Linked DNA regions of Pan troglodytes: regions 1 and 2 are each linked to region 3. A link is a contact called in public Hi-C data. All regions are on one chromosome and are shown on one strand. The core of a region is the stretch at or near the end of the contact, and the rest is flanking DNA. Distances in the headings are between cores, read along the strand shown.

Region 1 (3,213 bases), core at 139-2,638, 650 kb after region 3:
GAAACTACTCAACAAATATCAGTTATTGTTATCTGTCTGGCATTGGAGGCGGCTGAGTTTTCCCACCCTTATGTAACTGATGTTTGTTGATGCTAGCTGCTAGAAAGCTCTTAATGAATTTGTGGCTCCCCCTCAGCAAGCATACTGAACCTAAGATATACATACGTACCAACTTTATCACCTTTCTCCATCCTTGTTTCTTGGAAAGCCCGTTAAACTCTTATAGTGCCTACTTGTCTTTACTTTTGTAGTTCTGTCTTCAGTAATGACTCCACCCCACCTCAATCTTACTAATTCTTCAAGACCCAATACAAACGTCAGCCTTCCTGTGAAACCTTCCCTTATGGCACCATTAAGAATGCATAGCTTCCTTCTCGGTGTTCCAGTAACACTTTCCCCTTGTATGGCCCTCACCACCATGCATGACTTGACTAATTCATCACGTACATCAACTCCTAAAGGACAGGGTCCTGTGTTAGTCATCTTCGTACTATCACTTTCCTGCCCCTTCTCCTGGCCAAAGACCAGGCACATAGCCATGATCCACAAACGATGTAACGACATAAATTGATTGAGCAACAGCAACAGAACGAAACTCTCTGATCTAGCCTGAATACTGAAGCGGCCTTAACCCCTGGGAAACTACTAAGGTAAATATCACTTAAACAGCATCCAAGAAACGGCAAAAAGTTAAACGGAGCCCTAAGTCCCACGGAGGGAAGTGACCATCTGTTTTGGGGAGGGTCTGGGAAGCTATAGGCGCTGGCGTACTCCGCAGCCCTGGCCGGGCCGACCTGGGGTCTCCCACTCGTGCAGGCCCAACTAGGGCTGGACAGGCATTGGGGGGTGCACGCTCCAGCCCGCAGGCCCCCTGAGGCCTAAGCAGGCTCCGCGCCGTGACTCAGCCCCTGGCGCCCGCCAACAGCCAGCCGGCCTCTCCTCACCTTGGCTAGCTTCGCACACTCGGGTAGGCGCTGATCCACCGTGGCGCTGTAGTCCACCTCCATCTTGACGATGCGCCCGTCAGCCCGCTCCGAGCCGCCGTCCGCCATGGTCCCCGCCTGAGCGTCCCTTGCTGTACCCCTGCTTCGGCCACCACTCGTCACCCACACCGGAAGTTGCCCGCGCACCCGCTCAGGCAGCCCATCGGGAGCCCACGCGAAGGACCCCTCGAGGTCCCCGGCGCTGGTTGCCACTCAGGCACTGCCGCGGACAGCCTGGGGGTGGGGCTTGAGGCGCGCGGGGCGGGACTCGCCACTCCAGCCTGCAGCGTCAGGTTTTGTCTCTGGGAACATCAGACTTTTTATCTAAAATTTGCGATGAGAAAAGCGAGTGTAATAGAACAGACCATCTCATATACCCCTACACCCCTGCTTCGAAATATGATTTCTCAGGACCGTGGCCAGTCGCTTTTCTTGGATCTCGGTTTTCTCATCTCTACATCAGGAGGCTAAAATAAACCTTAAAATAGAAAATTCTAAGGTTTTATCTACTTGAGAATCTTGGTGGCTTACTCTGTGGGATCTCTGAAAGCTCCTAAGAGAAGATATGGCAGCAGCTCAGTCATTTAATAAGCAAAGTGGTTTTTCTCTTTGTTTTCATTTTCACTGTAATCCACTAAGTTGGTAAAAAGAAAAGTTAAAAACACATATTTGTTATCCCTATAGGATTTTCGTGAGCATCAAACTAGATGACATGTGAGACAATTTCAATTCTTAAGGGCCTTACAGGTTTTATGTGTTATCATTCATACCATGCTGGTCCCTAGAAAATAGCTTGAGATCTTAAAAAAGCTTAGGATCCTTGAAAATGGAAATGAGGCCAGGCGCGGTGGCTCACGCCTGTAACCCCAGCCCTTTGGGAGGCTGAGGCGGGCGGATCATGAGGTCAGGAGATCGAGACCATCGTGGCTAACACGGTGAAACCCCGTCTCTACTAAAAATACAAAAAATTAGCCGGGCGTGGTGGCGGGCGCCTGTAGTCCCCAGCTACTCGGGAGGCTGAGGCAGGAGAATGGCGTGAACCCGGGAGGCGAAGCTTGCAGTGAGCCGGCGAGATTGCACCACTGCACTCCAGCCTGGGCGACAGAGCAAGACTCCGTCTCAAAAAAAAAAAAAAAAAAAAAAAAGAAAAGTAAAGAAAATGGGAATGAGGTTGTGTTTGGTGTGGGCATATGGTCAACAGCAGCCTGGAAAGCAAACAGTAAAACGGGAAATCTTGGAGTGGTTTATCTATTATGTTAGTGGTTCTCAATTTAATTAGTGCCGACATCGCTTTATAGATGCTGAATAGATCTCTTTGTTTGTTTTAACTGCAATGAAAATCAGGGAAAATATAAACCATCTACAAGCAAAATAAGACAATATCTCAGCTATAATCTGTAATGTAGAGGAGAAACAAATTTTACCTTTTTTTATTTTTGTAGAGATAGCAGCTATACTACGTAGCCCAGGCTGGTCTCAAACACCTGGCCTCAAGCAGTCCTCTCACCTTGGCCTCCTAAAGTGCTGAGATTACAGGTGTGAGCCACTGTGCCCAACCAAGAAACAAATTTTAAAATAGCAAAATAATATATATTTCAAGAGATAAGGGCTAAAACATGTCTACAGTGGAAAATACAAGGAAGTAGTTATTTACACCCATACACAATAACTATAAATGTAAAAGCTGCAACTGCAACAGGTGTGTTCTCTTGGTTCCTGAAGCATGGTAAGGGCCTATTGTTGGTGACATTTTCCAAAATGGTGAGCAACAAGCCACTTCTTGGTAAAGCTCTTATTGTTTTTTTTTTTTTATTTTATAGTCCATCAGATGGGTCTTATGGCTCATGCCTATAATCCCAGCACTTCGGGATGCTGAGGTGGGTGGATCACTTGAGGCCAGTAGTTCAAGACCAGCCTGACCAATATGGCAAAACCCCGTCTGTACTAAAAATGCAAAAATTAGGCAGTCGTCATGGCACGCACCTGTAATCCCAGCTTCTCGGGAGGTTGAGGCAGGAGAATTGCTTGAACCCGGGAGGTGGAGGTTGCAGTAAGCCAAGATTGCGCCACTGCACTCCAACCTGGGTGACAGACGAGACCCTGTCTCAAAATAAATAAATAAACAAACAAACTTTATAATCCATGACACGCTGAAATAAAGTTCTGACTGTATCAACATATAATCTTCCATTGTTTTTCTCATGGAAGAATTCTTAGAAATTTTAGTTGA
Region 2 (3,305 bases), core at 706-3,205, 530 kb after region 3:
GCTCTTAAAACTCAAAAACATAATAAAATCATCTTTTTCAACACAGACTGACCCTACTTTCAAAAACATAAAGAAATGAAGGAGAGGAAATTTCATTAATATGAGTTTAAGAGAGAGCAAAATTAAGAACAAACTAGGCAAGACAGACAACTCCTCCCTCCTTCCCCCGCTCCAGGAATCCACTGTCTCTGAAGTTACACTTTTTATTATATTAATGATTTGCCTGAGAAGTGTTAAGTTGTGAGGGAGAAGGAATGACAATTTTTGAACTGCAAACAAAACCTGAGGATCCCGAACCAAGAACAATCAGAGGACCCTGGCTTCCAGCCCTGTCTGAAGATTTCTCAGCAAAGGCGAGGGTGAAGAAGGCTCCAATAATTTAGGGGAGAGGAATCGAAGTTCCCTAGGTAAGACTGCAGTCTGTGAGCCCTTGAAAAGGGTACTGGAGTACTCTCAAGGAATCTCCAGGAAAAGAGAGCCTATCTTTATTTTTGTTGACGTGCTTGTGGGCCAAAGAGCATTTCCGAGGAGGGGGCGGGGAAAGGGGGGAAGAAAGTGAATCTCGGGCCGAGAGCCCTCCGCGGGGGAGGGAGGGGGCGCACCCCTGACCCACTTTTCCCCACGCCCCCGCTCCAGCTCCCGCCACACCCGGTGGAAGTCCGAGGCCTGAGGGGGGCATCAAGCGGGGCGTGGGAGGCCCGCACGCTCCCCACCCCCAGCCGCGACCCGGAGGAGGGGAACGTGCCGGGAGGCTCGAGTCCCCCTCCCAGAGTGCTCTGGGCCGGAGAAACCTCCCACAGGCTCCCGGGCCGGGCGTGCAAGGCCCCCTCTCCTGCCAGGGCCCAGGACGCTGCGGGCCCCAACGGAGGGGAAGGGGACTAAGTAGGGGAAGAAGCTGTAAACAGCCCCAGCGTCCGGGCCTCGCCTCGAAGAGCCGCGCTTCCCAGGCCCAGCCGCGGGCCGCCCCGGCCCCCAGCCTGCCCCGGGGCCGCCGCGCCCGGGGTCCGGGACACCGGAGGGGAGTCGGGTCCCCTCCCCGGAGAGCTCCGGGAGCTCGCGGAGCGGCCCCAGGAGCAGAGAAGGGGGAAGTCAGGACTTACCTGTCATTACTTTCTACGCCATCTTGGATCCACTTGTCAACGTCCCCACAAAGCATTATGGGTAAGAAAGAGCCTTTAAAGTGACTCCCCTCGGCCCCCGACTCCCGCCTCCCGCCGCCGGCGCCGCCCCCTCCGGCCGCGCCTCCCGCCCGGAAAGTTGCCCCGGGTGGACCGCCGACCCCGGCGCCCGCAGCTGGCCCCTTCCCCTCCCCCGGGCTGACGGCATTGAAAATTCACCCGCATTTTTAAAACGTGGCTTTGGGGTTTTCTCCCTTTCTCCTGCCCCGGCCTCCCTGCCCCCACGCCCGGTCCTCTCGCCTCGCCGCGTTCCTGCCCGGGCAGACGCCCCGCGTCTGCATTGAATCAACCCGAGGTTTCCTTGCCGCCCGCGGCGCGGCGCGGAGCTGCTCGCGGATTTATTTGTGCGCGTAGATGTGAGCGTTTCTGCTCCTGCGGCCGCGCTTCCAGGAAGCCCGCGAGCGGCCGGGGTCGCCTTCAGGGCCGCGCAGACCAGCTCCGCACCCGCCGCCCGGAGAGGTGCCTCTGCCCTGGGAAACCGCCCCGGGGCCGTTGGGCTCCGGGAGCTGGGAGGACGCCGTGTCCCCGAGTCCACCAGCGTCGAAGCACGATTTTAAAAAAAAATTGAGCCAAATGCAACTTTTTACCCCTTGTTTACTCTGTGTCCCGCGGTCTCCTCCTCCGGGCGGGTAACGTGATCCGCGACCCTCTAGGTGGGGACCCCTCCCCTAGGAATGTGGCTCCAGGCTCCGCGGAGCCACCCTGGGAGCGTCCGGGCTGCGGACTGTGACTCCGGGGCAGGTAATCCGGGGCGCGGGCTGCGGGCTCCGGGCGGGGCGGGGCGCGGAGGCAGCCAGGGCTCGGGGGAGGGTCCCGGGCGGAGAGCAGGGTGCGCCAGTCCGGGTCCACCTGGCGGGCCGGGGGAGAACCGCGGGCGCCGCTGCAGCTCGGGAGGCTGGAGGTGGGGACGCCCGGCGTCTCCGGGCTGCGACCCGCTGCGCTGGAAAGTGCGGGGCGCCTTGGTGCGGGCTGAGGTCTCTGACCTGGGCGAGTACCCCCAGCCCGCCGGCCACACTGCTGCCGGGCATCCTCTCCCCGCGACACCACGCCCGCTTTCGGCTGCGCGGGGCGAGCAGCGTACTGACCCCGGCGTCCAGCCGCCCAGGTCCCCCCAGCAACGGAGGCCCCTTGGTCAGCCTCCTCCCGCGCTCTCCCCAGAGCCTCTGGTCCCTGCTTTGCTGTCTTTGGAGGCCTGCTCCAGTTGCTTTTTTTTTTTTTTTCCAAGCAAGTTTTTACAACAAGGAGATACCCAAAAGAAAATCCTCCAAGACAGGAATGCTTGCGAATTGTATTCGGTACAAAATGCTGTTGAACGGCTCTACCTTTAGAAGAACGCAGAAGCACTGGCATTAAAACCCTCTTTCGGTGCACGGGGAGGGCCTGGGGCCTTGGATCTACCCGAAGATTTTACGCTCCTCCAGACCCTATCAACAGCCTCACTAGGAACGTGGACGGTGGCAGACAGGAGCCCTGCCCCTGGGGAGCCAAAAACTCCACCAGGCAATTGTCCCGGTCTGATGAGAAGGTGTAGACACATTAAGGGATTGGCCCCGGGTCACTCGTGAAGGAGGGAACGAGGTAGTGAGTCATTCCCAGCCAAGAACGCAGCGTGCTGGGGAGCAACCTCCCCTGAGTCACCCGCTTCTCACCTCGGAGTAAGTGGAGAAACTGGAGCCTGGAGCCAGGTTCTTAGACGGCCCAGCAAGGTAGCCACCAAGGGCATGGGCTAGGCTGGGGGGAGGCAGCGCCCCTCCTGCCGGAAAAGGGAATGCTTGGCCCGTCTGAAGAAGGCTCCAACGTCTCTTTCCAGGGTACCCCAGGTGCTTCTTTTCCAATTCCTCTTTTGCACTTATTTAGCCACTGGTATGCACTGGCTTAATGGTGGTTTTGTTTGCATGGCACCTTTAGGTATGTGGTCTGAGTTTATGCAAAAGTAATGACAAAAGCCACAGTGACTTTTGCACCCACCTAATATAAGTAAACAGGAAATAAGCTGAGGGCAAGGACTGTGTCTCCCAAACACGTTTCTTTGATAGGCAGCCTTTCTTTGCCTTGTATAGGCATTGACCCAAATAAGTGTTCAGTTTGTGTGACTGCCCAACCCATTCACTGCCTCCAGTGTGTGCA
Region 3 (3,552 bases), core at 754-3,253:
AGATACCCTTAGGGTCACAATAATTGTATTAATTTAGACTCCTGGCTCTTTCCTGGCGCATTGACAAAACCTCTGTTCACTTCCAAAGCCCAGCAGTTGCAGCTGGGAGATCCCAGGAGTATCTGGTGCGGTGGTGAAATGATCCAATCACACACCTTTCCTCTCCAGTGTGAGGCCCTCTGCTTTGAGGCCACTTGCATCCCAGCCATGTTCCCCTCCACCCGCTGCTTCCTTCGGGGAGAATGCCCCCTTGTGAGTCCACGCCCCCCTCAAGCTGCCAGGCCTCATGCATGGGGCCAGAGTGCTAGGGTGCAAATACCATGTGTAAAGGGAAAAGTGTCCTGACCTCAGCTGCCCTTGTGCCCTCAGGCCTGTGCCCACCGTTGGAGACAGGAAACACCTACCTCCACCTTGCCCTCAGGCAGCCCCTCCTGCTGGAGACCAGCTCCTCAGTCCTGTCCAAGTCCCCTGAGGGCAGCTGGGAAGCCCCTGTCTTTTTAGGAGAGGTCTCACTGTTCCACCCCCTCGTCTCTTCCCCCTTCCTGGAATGGAAATTTGTCTTCTGACGCTGCCACCTGGCAGCAGGCGATGGCTGTGGCGAGACTACTCAGAACGGCAGCAGCCACCGGCCCCGAGCTCTGATCACTCCCTCACCACTGCAGGATGGCGAGGCTCCCAAGCCTGCAGGACGAGAAAGGGAGTGTTGACCCATTTTACAGATGAAGAAACAGGCCTCAGAGAAGTGTGCAGTGCCTTTACTGGTGTCCCAGACCGCTGCTGGCAGACCCCAGATCCCATGCTTGTCACCTTCCTGAGCGCCTAGTGAGCTGCCTGACACAGAGGGCCCAGAGAATAGCCCAGAACAGTGCAGCTGCTGCTAGCCTTGGAAGCAGGTGTCCCATTGAGCTATAATTAGGCCCCTCGGTTTTAAAAACTGGTGTGGATTAGAAAGGCTCAGTGAGGGTAGGATGAAATCAATGATTATGGAAATATTGTGCTAAATTTAATGACAGTCGGCCTTGCTTTCAAATTGCTTGCTCCTGTCAGAGACATTTTATAAAAATTTTCCGTTGAGTAGTTGAGCAGTGTATCCAGCATTTCGGGGATAGGATGTGTTTTGTTTTTTGGTTGTTTTTTTTTCTCTGTGAGGATGCCCAGTCATCCTGTTTTTCCTTTCTGCAGCAGCTGCACAGCCATGGAGGGAAGGCTCTGGAACCTTCTTCCTTGGGGAACTGGGCTTTATTGCCAGTTATAGCTTGGGTGCGTTTTTTGTTACTGTTTTTTATTGACTTCAGGAGCTGCTGTTCTGTGCTCGCTTAGCTTCAATTGGATTTTCCCAGAAGTGGCTTTTTCATTGAACTCTGCCCTCATGTAACTGTCGTTACTTCTCACTATTTTCCAGGTCGTTCTTTGTTTCTAAGATAAACACCGTGGCTCCCTCGGACCACTCCAGGGCCCCCTGCAGCCCTCACTGCCTCCCTTCCCCCCAGGCCCTTTCTTGGATCTGTGGCTTGCAGAGTCTGCACCCAGTCAAGGGTTTGGAAAGATTCGGGAGACACAGAAAGGCCTATAACTGTTTGGATCTTTGTTTTCTAGAAATAGAGCACCCAGAGATCTTAAAACCCACTTTTGGCATCTGTAGTTCCGTTGGCACTCTATAGTTCCGTTGGCATTTTGCAAAGTCCTGGCACTTACATGAGTGATTCAGGTCATCTACTATAAAGGATACAGTTTTTTTTTTGCATCTGCGTAGATACAATTTTGTGTCTTGTTTGTGCCATCTTGCCCCATTTACTGGGACTTCACCTCGGTAAGGCAGACTAGTGAATCTTAGGTGGATCTCTGCTAAAAGATCCCAGCCAAAATGCAGTTGCTTCAGAAACTGAATACCACAAGAGGGCAGTAAAGATTTGCAAATGAAAGATTCCATGACACCTGCACACAACAAACAGCAATCAACTGTTGCCTGGATGTCTTTACATTTTAGTGGACATAGAGATGAGATCACCACCTTGTGCTCCCCATTGCTTCTTGGCTTTAGAGGATCTTCAGTGTGCTGCAAAGAAGTCAAGGGTTTCCCAAGAGCTGGATGGCTCCTTCAGTCTATTCTTGCTTGCACGGGGCCCCAGCCCATTTTCTATCTCCCCGGGTTTTTTTTTTTAGCACCAGAGAATTACCCACTTCGAAGCCATGTTGCTGACAGTCTGAAAAACTATTTACTTTGATGATGTTTCTGAGTTCATGTGATTCTTGACCCTGCCACAGCCAACCCATAAAGCCAGTGTGGTGGTAATTCCAAAGGGGAGCATTCGAGCAGGAAAAGGAATAGGTTTCCAAAAATGATTGAGTGCCCAAAGTTCTCGAACAATGCTATGTCATGGCTGTTGCAGTGTGCACTGGGCCTTCCTCTAAGCTGGGCATCAGATGCAAGTGTGCCATCAGCTAGCTCCCTGGTGGGAGAAAAACATTGTTGCAGATGGAAAAACTTAAGGTCATTGGTGGGGAATCCTCATGTAAGCCTGGAGATTTAGCAATTGGGGAGAACGCGGTACAAGGGCAAACCGCCTTTCCAGGAGGTGTTTAGCAGGTGAGACAAGGGGTGCACCACCAAGATTAGCGATCCTAACAGATGTGTCAATTATCAACAGACAAATCTGGGAAACAGGGAAAAATTTGGTTGGCTGCAAAGAAAATCACACACCGGGATACTAGAGGTGAATATTATGTGGTATGAAAAGAACCAAGCACTTCGCAGTTTCCACATCTGGCAAAGTGCCAACACATCAGGGTCCCACGTTTCTCCTTGGAGAATGGCTCAGTTGCCATGACAACGGAGGCCCTCTCGCTGCCTGTGAATTTATTTTAACCGTGGCAACAGCCAAAGTGGGTGTGTCCATGAAAATGTTTCTTGTTAAGAAAACGATTGAATGTGTTGCCCTTAAATTTTGCTCTGCTGAATACATACTTCATTCACCACCATTGTTTGGCTGCAAAATTTCCTTTTCCTGTGCTGCCTGGCATAGCAAGCATTGTGGAAGAGCCTGAATAGTGATTTAATTCTAGTGCTCTTGAGATTCTTAATTGTCACTGTTCTGATAGATTAAGAAGGTACAGACATTGTACTGAAATCTAACTGCAAATGAGGATGAATGATTTGAGAACCTGCATGATACAGGGCAAGGGTCATCAAACTGCAATCCACAGCCCAGACCCCAGCGGCTGCCTGTCTTCACCATTAAGGCCTTATTGGAACACCTTCCCTCCTTTACTCACTTTTGTAGCTTTCGAGCTACAATGGCAGAGTTGGAGAGTTACAACAGAGACAGTATTTGGCCCACAAAGCCACAGATATTTACTATCTGGACCTTTACAGAAAAAGTTTGTTCACCCTCGATATAGGAGGAAGAGCACTAGGTTCAAAGGCCGGAGTTCTGGATTCAGAGCTCAGGATGGAAAACTGATTTAGACATATCACGGTGCCCCCTGGGCTCATTCTCCTCATCTGTAACATGGGCAGCCTTGATGAGACTATCCCCAAGTTGCTTTGAATTC

What was found. Hi-C and Micro-C count contacts between places; a contact is called where the count stands out from the background.
Region 1: a contact with region 3 is called in a Hi-C map of stem cell-derived neural progenitor cells, with 4 times the contacts expected there. The contact joins the promoter of PSMD12 here to the enhancer-like site in region 3. A contact is called at or near these places in 1 of 7 Hi-C or Micro-C datasets (stem cell-derived neural progenitor cells) and 1 of 1 datasets of contacts at active chromatin or transcription factors (stem cell-derived excitatory neurons).
Region 2: a Hi-C map of stem cell-derived neural progenitor cells shows a contact between it and region 3, with 2.7 times the contacts expected there. The contact joins the promoter of HELZ here to the enhancer-like site in region 3. A contact is called at or near these places in 1 of 7 Hi-C or Micro-C datasets (stem cell-derived neural progenitor cells) and 1 of 1 datasets of contacts at active chromatin or transcription factors (stem cell-derived excitatory neurons).

What each region holds. Positions count from the first base shown.
Region 1 is chr19:80,345,099-80,348,311 of NHGRI_mPanTro3-v2.0_pri, forward strand. PSMD12 (proteasome 26S subunit, non-ATPase 12) reads right to left here and starts at 1,389. Exons shown (of 11, transcript XM_511639.9): 1 at 945-1,389. The coding sequence starts at 1,052.
Region 2 is chr19:80,223,627-80,226,931 of NHGRI_mPanTro3-v2.0_pri, forward strand. It overlaps HELZ (helicase with zinc finger), which reads right to left and starts at 1,956. Exons shown (of 33, transcript XM_054670615.2): 1 at 1,766-1,956.
Region 3 is chr19:79,695,653-79,699,204 of NHGRI_mPanTro3-v2.0_pri, forward strand. The region is part of intron 8 of PRKCA (protein kinase C alpha); the gene reads left to right. Among named protein-coding and RNA genes, the nearest start is that of MIR634, 71 kb to the right of the region's middle. Within about 2 kb of position 2,004, at least 7 of the 24 cell types and tissues checked have an H3K27ac peak or open chromatin away from gene starts, as enhancers often do. A contact at or near this core is called in stem cell-derived neural progenitor cells, where this site is marked.